2 separate regions of the Sus scrofa genome follow, and region 2 is linked to region 1. The links are chromatin contacts, called in public HiChIP or PLAC-seq maps. All regions are on one chromosome and are shown on one strand. Each heading gives the region's core, a stretch centred on a gene start, on an enhancer-like site or on the middle of the called end of the contact. The rest is flanking DNA. Distances are from core to core; before and after follow the strand shown. Region 1 has its middle 120 kb from the start of ITGA6. Region 2 has its middle 36 kb from the start of ITGA6.

Evidence for each region. HiChIP or PLAC-seq counts read pairs in DNA pulled down with a chosen protein or histone mark.
Region 2: an H3K27ac HiChIP or PLAC-seq map of skeletal muscle shows a contact between it and region 1, with 5 times the contacts expected there. The contact joins two enhancer-like sites. A contact is called at or near these places in 2 of 47 Hi-C or Micro-C datasets (heart right ventricle and skeletal muscle) and 1 of 2 datasets of contacts at active chromatin or transcription factors (skeletal muscle).

Annotation. Positions count from the first base shown.
Region 1 is chr15:78,383,725-78,390,107 of Sscrofa11.1, reverse strand. No RefSeq gene overlaps it. Among named protein-coding and RNA genes, the nearest start is that of ITGA6, 120 kb to the left of the region's middle. Within about 2 kb of position 4,782, at least 18 of the 83 cell types and tissues checked have an H3K27ac peak or open chromatin away from gene starts, as enhancers often do. A contact at or near this core is called in skeletal muscle, where this site is marked.
Region 2 is chr15:78,465,152-78,471,639 of Sscrofa11.1, reverse strand. No RefSeq gene overlaps it. Among named protein-coding and RNA genes, the nearest start is that of ITGA6, 36 kb to the left of the region's middle. Within about 2 kb of position 1,994, at least 5 of the 83 cell types and tissues checked have an H3K27ac peak or open chromatin away from gene starts, as enhancers often do. A contact at or near this core is called in skeletal muscle, where this site is marked.

The DNA of each region.
Region 1 (6,383 bases), core at 3,533-6,032:
TAAAAGACCAGGAATATAACATTTCTCACCAGGGAAGGCCCAAAGGGAAACGGGACTAACATCATCGCACCCTAATGAATCTATAGGGCTGTCCTGGCCAGAGACGGACAGCTCCCTCCACCAGGAGTTCTGAAGAGACTTTTTAATGAAGGGGTAGTTTTTCTGGAGGTGTGGGTGGGGTTAAGGAACAGGCCACAGCAGAAAACTATCACCACCCAGTATTCATTTGCTAGGGCTTCTAACACAGGTTCCCTCAAACTTGGGTTATGTAAACAACGGCAATGTATTATCTCACAATTCTGGGGTCCAGATGACTGAAAGCAAGGTGTTAGCAGGGCCACGCTTCCTTTGAAAGCTTAGCAAAGAATCCATTCCAGCCCCTCTCCTAGAGTCTCATAGTTTCTTGGCTTGTAGCTGCTCAAGTCCAGTCTTCACGTGATATTCTCCCTGTGTGCATGTTTGTTTTCAAATGTCCCCTTCTAAAAAGGAAGGACACTGCCATACTGGATTAGGGGCCCTCTCTACCCCAGTATGACCTCCTCTTCGCTAATTATATCTGCAATGATTTCTGTTCCAAGGAAGGTTACATTCTGAGGTTCTAGATGCCAGGACGTCAACACAGAAATTTTGAAGGGACATGATTCAACCCTAACACTCTTCCAGGCCCAGAGAGGAAAAGCAAGGAGAGATGTTGGAGAGCCTGGGAGAGAGCAGATGCCCTGGAATGGGGTTGTCACAAGGAACACAGCAGTGCCAGAACCTGTCAAAGCAGGGAAGGGGCTGGAGAAAGAAATATCCCACCCTCTCTCTCATCCCGCTCTCCAAGCACCGAAGCCAACCAGAAGGCGGACGACAAGGAAGCCAGGGGATGCACTTTGGGGAAGTCAGCCTGCCCCCAGGATAAGGTAGAGAAAGGGGGACAATGGAAGGGGAAGAGCCTTATGGTTATGGGGGCAATCAGAGGGAAACCAGCAAAATGAACATCTATTTAACGACAGCATCAAGGATCCAAGTGGGTTAGGGAGAGAAGCTGCTACATAAGGTTTTTCCAAACTGTGTCTTGGAAGTCAGTGTATTTAGAAAATCCAAGGAGAAAAATCAAGGTGTGCCTTCTCTCCCAAGAAAGATACCTGTTTGAACATGTCTTATCTTGAGACTTCCCATCGTGGCACAGTGGAAACGAATCCAACTAGGAACCATGAGGTTGCGGGTTCAATCCATGGCTTCGCTCAGTGGGTTACAGATCCAGCATTGCCATGAGCTGTGGTGTAGGTCACAGATGTGGCTCGGATCCCGAGTTGCTGTGGCGTAGGCCAGTGGCTACAGCTCTGATTCGACCTCTAGCCTGGGAACTTCCATATGCTGTGAATGCAGCCCTGAAAAGACAAAAAGCAACAAAAAAAGAAAATGTCTTATCTTAATGAAGTAGTCAAGTCAAAGGTCCACATTTCAATGGACAAAGTGAAAGCTTCCCGAGCAAACATCGCTTTTGGGTGCATATGCAGAAGATTCCCGCAAAGCCTCTTCAGATGATTTCATCACATCCCTCTGTGCTCCTAAAACCCGAGTCATCCCTTCATTCTATAGCCAGTACAATCCCATACCTCCATCTCTGTTCTGCTGCCTTGGATCAGGACCTCCTCACTTCTCGCCTAGGTCCAGTCTTCCAGCTTTAGTCTCCCACTGGCCATCCTGCTCCCTGCAGGCTGCAGAGTACAATTCAAACTCCCGGGCATGATGGTCTGGGCTCTTTGTGATCTGGCCCCTGCCTACACTTCAGACCCCATCTCCCTTTTGTCCACGCCCCAGCCTCCCTGATGGTTCTCCAATAAAACGAATCCACTCAGTCAGGGAAAATGTGAAAAAATTTGAAATGGGCCAAAAATAGATGAGTGTCCTGTCTGGTGCACTCTACTGGGTTATCTTTATCTTTCCTTGGTTTTGAGCTATTTTGTTTCTGTGAGTTGTAGTCTATTTTACATTTCTGTAAGTTGAATACAATTTTATATTTTATGTCTGTACGTTGTAGAGTAGTGAAAGTGATGCAAATGATTCTTGGCCACAGAAGTACCAATTGTGTCCCTAGAGATGAACTAGATTAACACCCTGTAGATGCTGACCAGTTTTGTATCTATTCATAAATTCTTTTCATCATTTCTGTTCCCTTACTGATAAATGAATGTTCTTTGACTCTCCTTTGAACCATTTATAATATCTTAATGTTTTCTCATTAATTAATGCATTCAACAAAACTCTGACAGATGCTCAACTTATAATTCTATGAGAGTCACAATTTGTTTTTTCTTTTTAGGGCCATACCTCTGGCATATAGAAGTTCCCAGGCTAGGAGTCGAATTGGAGCTGTAGCCGCCAGCCTACGCCACAGCCACAGCAACACCAGATCTGAGCTGGTCTGCAACCTACACCACAGCTCACAGCAACACCGGATCCTTAACCCACTGAGCAAGGCCAGGGATCAAACCTGCGTCCTCATGGATACTAGTTGGGTTAGTTACCACTGAGCCACAATGGGAATTGCAAGAGCCACAATTTTATCCCTTAAAGTTTTTTTTTTTTTTATCTTTTAATAACTCCTATGGTTCTCTGATTTGACTACACTCTTTTCTGCCTCTCTTTGCACAGGCTTCCAGCACTCTCCAGAATGTTCTCCCTATCTTGGTCTACCCGAGGAACTCCTAATCATCCTTCAATGCTCAGCTAAAGGTTACCTCTTCTGTGAAGTCTTCCCTAATTCCCCAATTTCCTAAGTTCAGCACTACTTTGTACCCACCTGTATTTCCACACAGGTATATGTGTCAATATCTGCTTTCCACACCAGTCTTAGAGCCCCTATAGATAAGGGCCACAGTCTACTCCTCTAGAATATGGATAGGTATATTCTACTCACCTGGCATAGAGTAGGCACTTTACAATATTACTAAATATTTATTCAGTACCTTTACCTGGGTCTCCTTTTAATTCCCACAATGGCCTGATGAAGTAGATAATATTTGTGCCTCCCTTTTACAGATGAAGAAATTGAACTTAGAGTAACTTGCCCAGGATCACATGGCTTTGGAAAGATCTGACCTAATGGGTGTGTCTTCTAGTTAAGTGTTCTTAACTGCAATGTTATAGTCTTTGTTGATTCAGCAATTCTGTGGCCCTCAGGCCTCTTTAAGTTACACTTAAACAGAACAACCATGAAATGAAGGGTTGACTTTGGGGTTTTGCTTTCTTATCAAAAAATAAAATATCTTACCAGCTTGGGACAATGAAAAACAAAATTATTTTCAAAACCTTAATTTATCTCTCCTAAGAAATTAGCCAGAACTTATCAACCAAGGAGAACTGGCTATTCAGCCCAATTCCTGGTTATCACTATATGGTACAGCTTAAATGAAAACTACGGTTTCTGGCTCATACAATACTCACAGCACTTGGCACACAGAGGTGACCAGCAGGTGGTATCTGGCTATGGGCACATTGTGCAAGGATATTCACTGTGCAGGGCCCCCTGCGCCTCTTTAGCCTGGTGCATCTCTGCTGATCAGCCTTCTCCTGCCAAGGGCAGTTCTACTATCAGGGCTGCTCCTGGGATTTAGAGTTCATGGAAGCCCCTGGTACATTTTTTTTAAATGCACCCAAGAGCTCAACTTTGCTAAGGAGATGAAGAGTGAAATAAATGCCACTTCACTCCCTGGGTAAGTGCCCAGCCTCTACCCTCAAGGTGGCTCAGGGCCATTTCACCTCCACTCACAGGGGTGAGACAAACAGAGCGAATTGCCACAATGAGGGAAATGACGAGAAAGCCTTGCTGGGCTTTGATTACCTGGAGTGGTGTGATTAGGGTACCTTTGATGTTGATAGTCTGTCTGAGGGCCCTTCATCTCAGCACCCCGTCCTTGGCGGTTTGGGCTCAGACAAGCCTGTGTAATCATGCCCTCTGGCTCCAGATTGTGCCAGAGAGCAGGCTGCATGGAGGCATGGGGAGCAGTGAGGCCAGGCGGCCACAGTTGCATTTCCCCCCAGTGCCAGGAAAGGTTCTAATTCAAAAACAAATGTATTTATCACTCCCAACCGCTCCACAGGGCAGGGCATCCTGCCTCAGGGTGGAGTGTCAGCATGCAGTGGGAACAGTGGCAGGCAGCCAACGGAAATTTCACATTTCACCAAGGTTCCTGCACTCTGCAATGGTCCTGCGGACCTAGCATCACCCAGTGGGGAGTCCAGCCTCCAGAGATCCAGGCACCAGGCCAGAGCCAAGCCCTCAAACCACCAGCCAGCCAACCCCTGCCCCAGGAGGCCAGGCCCTGAGCCTGAGCCATCTCCACCCGGTGACTAAGGTTCTTTTTAAACCGGGAGTGTGGGCCAAGGGGGAAATCCATCGTGAGCAGGCAAGTGGTGATCTGTCTAAATCGCTGTGACATATGTCCTGTGAGCGCCCTGTGTGAGGAGTCTGAGGCTTCATCTGCTGTTCAGACAAAACCTCCTTTGCCTGGGCATCCAGGGGGCTGACCGGACATTTTCCAGGGAGAAGAAAAGGAATGGCAGAGAGTTGAGAGTTGTAGTTTTCCAACTCACCAGACTTCGGGCTGCTGAGCAGTCATTCCCCCTGCAAGCTAGGCATCACCACTACCAGGGGTCTTTCTAAGCAGACTCCATCTTGTCACTCTCCACCTGGAAACTCTCCTGGAAGAAATCCACACCCTTGAGGTGCCAGACCTGGGTATTCCTGATTCTTCCTGCAACCACCTGTTCCATTTCAACACTCCTCATGCACCTCACTGACTGGCCCATCACGCCCCAAGCAGGCCATGTATCTTCCCAGCACCCCGAAGATCCTCTACCTTCTGTTCATGCTTCAAGGTCCAGCTTCAATAGCGCCTCCTAGGTGAGGGCTTGCCTGCCCTATCTACCCCATCCAGAAAGAACGCAAATGCCTTCCTCCCTACATAGGCCTTCATAGCTGTGTGTACCTACCTGGAGTGTAACATTAAACCACCTTGGAGCAGATAGGTTGATTGTATGTCCACCTCTATGATTATGAGCTTGATCCAATTAAAGGCTCCTTTTGTATTCCTCGATTCTTCAGGAGTGATGAGTACAGCCCCAGCAGATAGTAGGTGCTCAACACATGGAAAGAATGAATGAACACAAGTCCAAAATCATCCCCTTTCCTTGGAGAATCTCTTTTTAGGAGGAAGTAATCCAATTCTGAGCCTTCTGGGGGTCAAAGGACATTTATCTGTGGACAACTGTTTGCTCTAGACAAATTCTGCCTTGCTCCCAAGCCCTAGAGAAAGCCCAAGGCAAAGAAGACAAGGTGCAGGAGTTCCCGTCGTGGGGCAGAGGCTAACGAATCTGACTAGGAACCATGAGGTTGCAGGTTTGATCCCTGGCCTTGCTCAGTGGGTTAGGGATCCAGCGTTGCCATGAGCTGTGGTGTAGGTCACAGACGTAGCTCTGATCCCTTGTTGCTGTGGCTGGGGTGTAGGCCAGGGGCTACAGCTCTGATCAGACCCCTAGCCTGAGAACCTCCACACAGCGCAGGTGAGGCTATAGAAAAGACAAAAAACAAAAAACAAACAAACAAAAAAAAAGGACACTGAGCAAACTAACTGCTTCATGATAAATGTATTCTCAGATGCTAACAATTTTACTGTGTTAAGAAAAAAGCCAAACCACACACAGAAGTGAAACTTCCTGAACATTTCACACCAAGCATTTAGTTGACAGCTCTGTTGGAATTGTGATGACAACAGGTATCTGAGTAAAGATGCACTGGGCAAGAACAGAGGGATTCTGATGATGCTTTTATGCATAAATCTTTGGCCTTTCACTTCTGGAGGCATTGCATCCTATGAGAAGGGAAAACAGTGGAACATCCTCGGTTTATGACCTGGGCTGCACTATTTCCATAACATTCCAGAAGTGTTACTCTCTTCCAATTCTTTTGTTTTAAAAAGGATTATCATTGGCATTCCCACTGTGGCACAACAGGATCGATGGAGTCTCTACAGTGCTGGGACATGGGTTCAATCCCCGGCTGGCCCAGTGGGTTGGAAATCCAGCATTGCCATACCTGTGGCATAGGTCTCAACTGCAGCTTGGATCTGATCTCTGGCCAGGGGAACACCATATCTATGCCTTGGGGCAGCCAGGGGGGAGAAAAAAGATTATCATTATTATTATACTGATTAAGATTTCTGTTACCAAAAATTACCTCCTTTAAAAACAAAACAGGAGTTCCCATCGTGGCACAGCAGTAAAGAATCCAACTAGGGGTTGCGGGTTTGATCCCCGGCCTCACTCAGTAGGTTAAGGATCTGGCATTGCCATGAGTTGTGGAGTAGGTTTCAGACATGGCTCGGATCCTGTGT
Region 2 (6,488 bases), core at 745-3,244, 84 kb before region 1:
ACATTTATGTGCCACACATCATACCAAGTTTATATGTGTTATCTGATTTAAAGGTAGATTTTAAAAAAATAATGGAGTTCAAAGACAGTTAAAGGGCGCTTATATACCTTCTGTTTATTAAGAGACTCATTCTTTTCATGCATTTGACAAAGACTTAGGGACGGATAAATGAAGATACAGGCTGTTTACTTCTATGTGTTTAAGGCCTCATAGGATTTCATGTTATCTTAGGAGATTCTGGAGTCAAATAAGACAGAAAACCGATTTGACCAATTGGATTATACTGACACCAAAAGTTATCTCAGGCTCAGAACTCAGTCAAATGTATTTTCCCCACTGATACCTTAAAACCATGCAGTTTTTAATATTTTGACATTTGGTGGTCTCCATTTTCCTGGAAATTATCAAAAGCCCTCATGTAGTTCATGCAGAGCAGCCATTCAGAAACTGTTTAGCTAACATCTACTATGTTCTGAGAACCATGGGTTGTTAGCTGCTGAATCTAAGGAAATAAATGCCACCCAGCTCGAAGAGATCACTGTTAAATGAAGAAGTACACAAATAATTACAATACATCCGGATATGGGGCAACGGAGAGAAACACACAAAGTGGGCATGAAGGAGCCCAACCACGAATTCTGGATCCCTCACATTCCAGGGATAAACCCCCCCCTCCCCACAAAATCCACTTCCTCATACAAGACATTGAGGGATGTTTTCAGATATCAAGAGAAAGAGCCGCAACCAAGTGAGAAAAAAACTGGGAAGCTGGTGTTTGGAAACCTTATCAGGAAGTGTGGATTATCACGCTCTTGAGAGAGGTCCCTTTTACCCTGGCGTGCAAGTCTCTTGGAGTCAGATGGTGAAATCAATCATTGAGGCATCGGCTTTCAGAGCCAGCTGGGGAGAACTGGCTGGACTCCAGCTCTAGGGAATGGCCTGGCAGGGGCAGCTCTCTGGATCGGCATCCTGCACTGTTCGCCTAAAGCCCTTCCAGCATGTGCTAAAGGCAGCAGCTGACTGGACTAGGACATCCTCTGCCCCCGTGCGTTTCCCAGGTGTTCTGGAAAATGCACCCCTGAAAGTCATTGAGACTGGGGAAAGGAGAAGGTAGAGAGGAACAGAGTATAGCAGCAATTCTTAAATGAATTAGAAGAATGGATTCTCCATCTCACTAAGCCAAAGAGGATCCATTTAATACACCAAGGCTACAACTAGGGAGCTACAGTTCCTTCTCAATTAGCCCCTTATTTTGGCCACATCTCCACAAAAGAAAGAACTGACACTCAAGGGATTGAAGTTACTTGGAAATAGTCTCCCCCCATTCTTGCCAATAACTGTAGTTATTTCCCCACGTTATTTGAAGACTCTTGGCCGTTGACGCCTAAATCTAATGAATAATTTGCCCAATTGTAAAAATGCTGTTGCTAGAACAGATAGATACCCAGCCGTGAGAAATCTGAGGTCTAGATCAAATCAATTAGCTGAATCGCCACGCAGGAAGTGAGTGGTAGAACAAGTCTAGAAGACCACAGCCAGCTCTGGACTCCTGATCGAGGGCTGTGGTCAGAAGGTGTCTTGTATATGATATGTCTCTCACCCAGACAATGTTATTACTAAAGAGGAAAAATATAGAGTTTACACTTTTGAAAGGTCTTCTACATACTATCGTGCACTTTTTTTCTCTTGACAAGTCTAGTGTCTCTAGCTCTCAGCTGAGTTACTTATGGTGCTTCAGATCCTTTCATTCTAGGAGAACAGCCCTGAGACTCTGCTGGAGACCTCTGCACATGCTCTCCAGTCACCTCTCCTCGGTTGTGGAAGGGCCACCTGGAAGCCTCCCAGGCCAAGTCCTCCCAAGGGAAGCGGAGGATCCCACCCAAGAGCTTGGGGAGCTCCCTGCACCTCCACTGCGCATGTGCGCCCAGCCCTGGCAGAGAGCATCGCTGGAATTTAGCAAGAAGCCTGCTGGAGTAATTACTACTGCTGTGGGGCTGACAGCTGTTAAGGGCTTGTTAGGGAGTGTCAGTTTTCCACAGGCAACTGCATTTCTGAGAAAAGGGCCTGACCTTTTGGGGGAAAGAAACCAACCCACAAAACTAGCAGCTCTTTCTCTTTCAAGAGAACAAGCTGTTGAACCTGATGTGGCAAGAGAGTTCACAAACGCCTTGAGCCCCCGCTTCTGGCACATGCCATCCACTCTGGGCTAAGATGTGGTCTGAACTATAAAATAAGCATGTCCCTCCCCGCCTCCAAAACATATGTTGAGAACACGGTGAACAGCCTTAGGAATTCTTCACTATCAAAGAGGAAGTTGGGGAGACTTGGGTTTGAAAGATGAAGCCAACTGGTTATGGCAAATGCTTGGCTATCCGTTTATCACCTTGTATTTGGCAATGACAGTGAGTGCAGGTCTGGTGGCTGGTGCTTTAGAAGAGATGAAAAGGGGCATCAGAAACCATGCCTGCCCTGAAGCAGTGTACAGTCGGAATGAAAGCCAATCCCTTGGAAACCAAGACTAAAACAAGACTGAGCACTGCACATAATTCAGAGGTGGCGTCCCACGGAACTCGCAGAGCTTCGGGAGCAGAGAGGTCATTGTAGGCTGGAGTGTGGTCCTCAGCCTCCCTTTCTTCAGGCCTCCTGTAGATGCTGTCCTTCCAGACATCTGTCCCAGCCTCCTTGCTCAGTCTGACTCTTGGGGTTTGGTGGTTCCTAAGAACCCATTTTAGGACCCTCTCAGGTACTGCTGACACGTACCCAACTGGAATGAACATTAAAGACAGACAGTGGGTCTCCACGTTGGCAATATATTAGAATCACTTGGGGAGCTTTAGAAATGAGCTCTGCTCAAGTTCTATCCCAGAGCAATTGAATCAGAATCCCCAGGGGAGGGGCCCCAGTGCTGGATTCCAGTGGGCAGCCAGGCTGCGAGCCACCAGTTTAAGCAATGAGGGTAATTTGCAGGCTCACCCAGGAAACCACAGGAAAGGCCATGTGGAGCTGCTCTTCTGTATCAGAACCAGGATACAGAACATAGAATTTCTCTGTGCCCAGGCTCGCCTTCCCACCTCTCTGCTGCATCTTCTCAGAGCACTTCCTCTGTGAGGTGAGCATCATTGCTAGTAGCCACTCTAGCTCACACTTTAGCAACTAGAGAGGATGGGCTTTCCTTCCCTTGGGTCTATGTTGAACCCCCAACCCTCCATTTTTAAAAAAGGCAAAACTCTGATTGGCTCGTGTGCCACCCCTCGACCTGTGTTGGGAGATTATTGATCTAGCTTGGTTCATGTTCATGCTGCTACCTCTGAGGAGAACCGCTGGGGAGATGAAAATAAAGCCTTGCTGTTCAAAATGCGGTCCATGGGCCAGCCATGTAGCCAGCCCCCAAGAGCTGGTTGAAATTCTCAGGCCTCACCTAGACCTGCTGATTGGGAACCTGCCTCCTAGCAAGATCCCCAGGTGATTTATTTACATGCATGTGAAAGCTAGAGAAGGACTGCTCTATGCTCTGGTATCATTTTCTCAAGTTGGCAAAAGTATAGGTTTCATGTCAAAGCCTCAGAAAAAGGAAGCCACCATTCCCCTCTGCCACTCGTGCCAGAAACGGTACACACCTGGTCTTGCCTAGTTGGCAAAAACCCAATCAAGCTCCCTGCACTATTTCTTTTTCCCCTTCTTTAAAGCTGGCTCTGACCAATGGATTGGGGTCTGTGGTTTTGCTACGGTAGCTGATGTGGAAGAGGATGTGGTACTCTGGGCCAAGTAGGGTCCAGCAGCTGGTGCTTATCGGCTACACCCTGCAATACACACAGATGTGTCCAAGCTGACCTTCCTGGCTGAGGACATGTGGGAACTCAGAGCTTCCCATGGGAATGGATGACGGAGCAAGGAAGCCAGAAGGTTGATGTAGGTGTGATGGTATCCTGCCAACTGCCTCTGAGGGCAGAGCCCCGCCATCTCTGCGAGTCAGCGAGGGGGCTTTGCCTCTGAAACCAGGAAGCACATGGGAAGCACAAACATAACTTAGGCATCTGGTCACTGTTTGCTCAGTGATGCTCTAGGTCCTCCGTAGGCCCCACGCCCACCTTCTGTGACCACAGAGTCAGTCAGTGTTTTCCCCTTAGCTTTCCTCTCCCATCTATTTCCTTTTCCACTCCAGAGGAAAGGGTAAAAATTAGTGGCCATTCAATAAATATTAGTTGAAGAAATAAATAGATGAATAAGTAAACAAACGAACCTTTTCACATTTTTGAAGGAAATAGAGTTGAGTTTGACTTTCATCTGCTTTGATGGATGAATAGCTTCACTTCTGGGAAACTACATGGAATGACCATATAAAAACCACCACTTCATTTTTGTTTATATCCTTCCTATATCTCCACCCCCACAAACAAGAATCCCCTGTATATGTGTCGTCCAGAGCCTCAGTTTTTAATTCTCCCTAATATGAGCCACAGGAGAAGCCTGCCTTTGGTCTCAATGGCCTTCTTACCAGCAGCACCCCTAAAGGATGAAAATAATATGCTCCCAATTAAGTAATTTCTCCCCCCAAAAAATATATTTCTTTTTTTTTTTTTGCTTTTTAGGGCTGCACCCGCAGCATATGTAGTTTCCCAGGCTAGGGGTCCAATCAGAGCTGCAAGTGTCAGCCTACACCACAGCCACAGCAATGCCAGATAAAGCCGCATCTGCGACCCGGTAACGCCAGATCCTTAACCATTGAGCGAGGCCAGGGATCAAACCTGCATCCTCATGGATGCTAATCGAGTCCTTACCACTGAGCCACGACGGGAACTCCCGAGAAATATATTTCTATCATCTTATTGCAGAGCAGAATTAGTTCTGAGAGCCAGCTTAATTATCTCATTTTGTAGAGGACGCAGCTCAGTTCCAGGGAAGGACTAGATTTGTCCAAGTCCACAAAACTAGTGAGAGGCAAATTGTGAGTTTCCTGAGTTCTGATCTAGTTTTTTCTCCTTTCATACCAGTGTAGCCTACTAATGCCCTGTAGTTACCCTTAACTCAGGGGGAATGGAGTGGTTATCTTCCTGTGACAAGAAGCAGCCAATTAAAGCCCTCACCCTGAGTGTTCAGTCCAGCAGCTCCACCTATAATGGGGGACCGGGGGGCCTGGACCATGCAGAATTCCACTGGCCGAGTCCACACCAGCCCCAAAGTTACTGACCTGATTTCCAAAAGCCCATTTTTATTTCTGTCTCCTTTATCCAGCCCAAGCAGCAATGGAGAGGATTTTGCTCAAACTTTCCAAAATAACTTCCCTTTGGGCTGAGACCAAGCATGTGTAGCTTCAGGCCAAAGGAATATTGGGAAGTTTATGAGCCACTAAAAATAGACAGTTACAACAGAAACTCCCTCCTATTTCTGCCATTTTCCCTGTTGGCTACACAAATCCAGAGAGAGTCCAACCATGAAAGGTGGAAAAAAGCAGCTCTATAGCTCTAAGCCTTGGTGTAATCTGATGGGAAATAAGATTTAGGAAGAACAGTGCCATTTTAGGACTAGGTCTGACCCTGATATCTCACCCGGAAAATGAAGGACCCATTGGAGCATCCTCTGGTGCTGAAGGCTTCCTCCCACAGCTGAGGAAGGGCAGAGGAAGAAGGAATGGCAGGACTAACCCACAGACAGAGGGGCAAATCCACCATAGGCCACTGCTCATGTGCAGGCTCTCATTTCTTTGGGAGGTAAAAGCAAAGCTAACCGTAGTATAGTTCATTTCAGAACAATTCCAATAGGACAAATGGATTCTTCGAAGAATGTTTGGGCTGGTTGTTCAGGCTAACCCTCGCCTTCTGCCTGGATTAAGTCTGTACCTGGCTGCTTTAAAGATTCTGTTTCAGCAGTTCCCTTTGTGGCGTAGGGGTTAATGAATCTGACGAGGAACCAGTAGGTTGTGGGTTCGATCCCTGGCCTTGCTCAGTTAAGGATCCAGCGTTGCTGTGAGCTGTGGTGTAGGTCGCAGACACGGCTCAGATCCCACGTTGCTGTGGCTCTGGCGTAGGCCGGTGGCTACAGCTCCAATTGGACCCCTAGCCTGGGAACCTCCATATGCCGTGGGAGCGGCCCTAGGAAAGACAAAAAAAAAAAAAAAAAAAGATTCTGTTTCATTTTATTCACGTTAGAGAGCCTAGACAATAGCCAAGTATGTCTTGAGTCCCACTGTACCTGGTTTCCTGCCAGCCACATACCAGGAATCCCTGAAACACACTCCATTGAGGTGAGGGCTGTAACTGAATGGCCTCGGTTAATCCAGTATCCACTCGGCCTGTATGGCGCTCCACGTGGCACTGGGATGAAATGATAGAATCCCATTGAGAATGAGGATCTACCCAAGTGGCTTACGAAAAACCCGTTGTATGTTTGGCTGGTCCTAAAGCAAATGACCTTCATGGCCCTCAGGCTGTACAGGTATGAAAGAGATGAAGTTACACAAAGTAAGGAACAAAGACAGCCTGCAGGAGAGA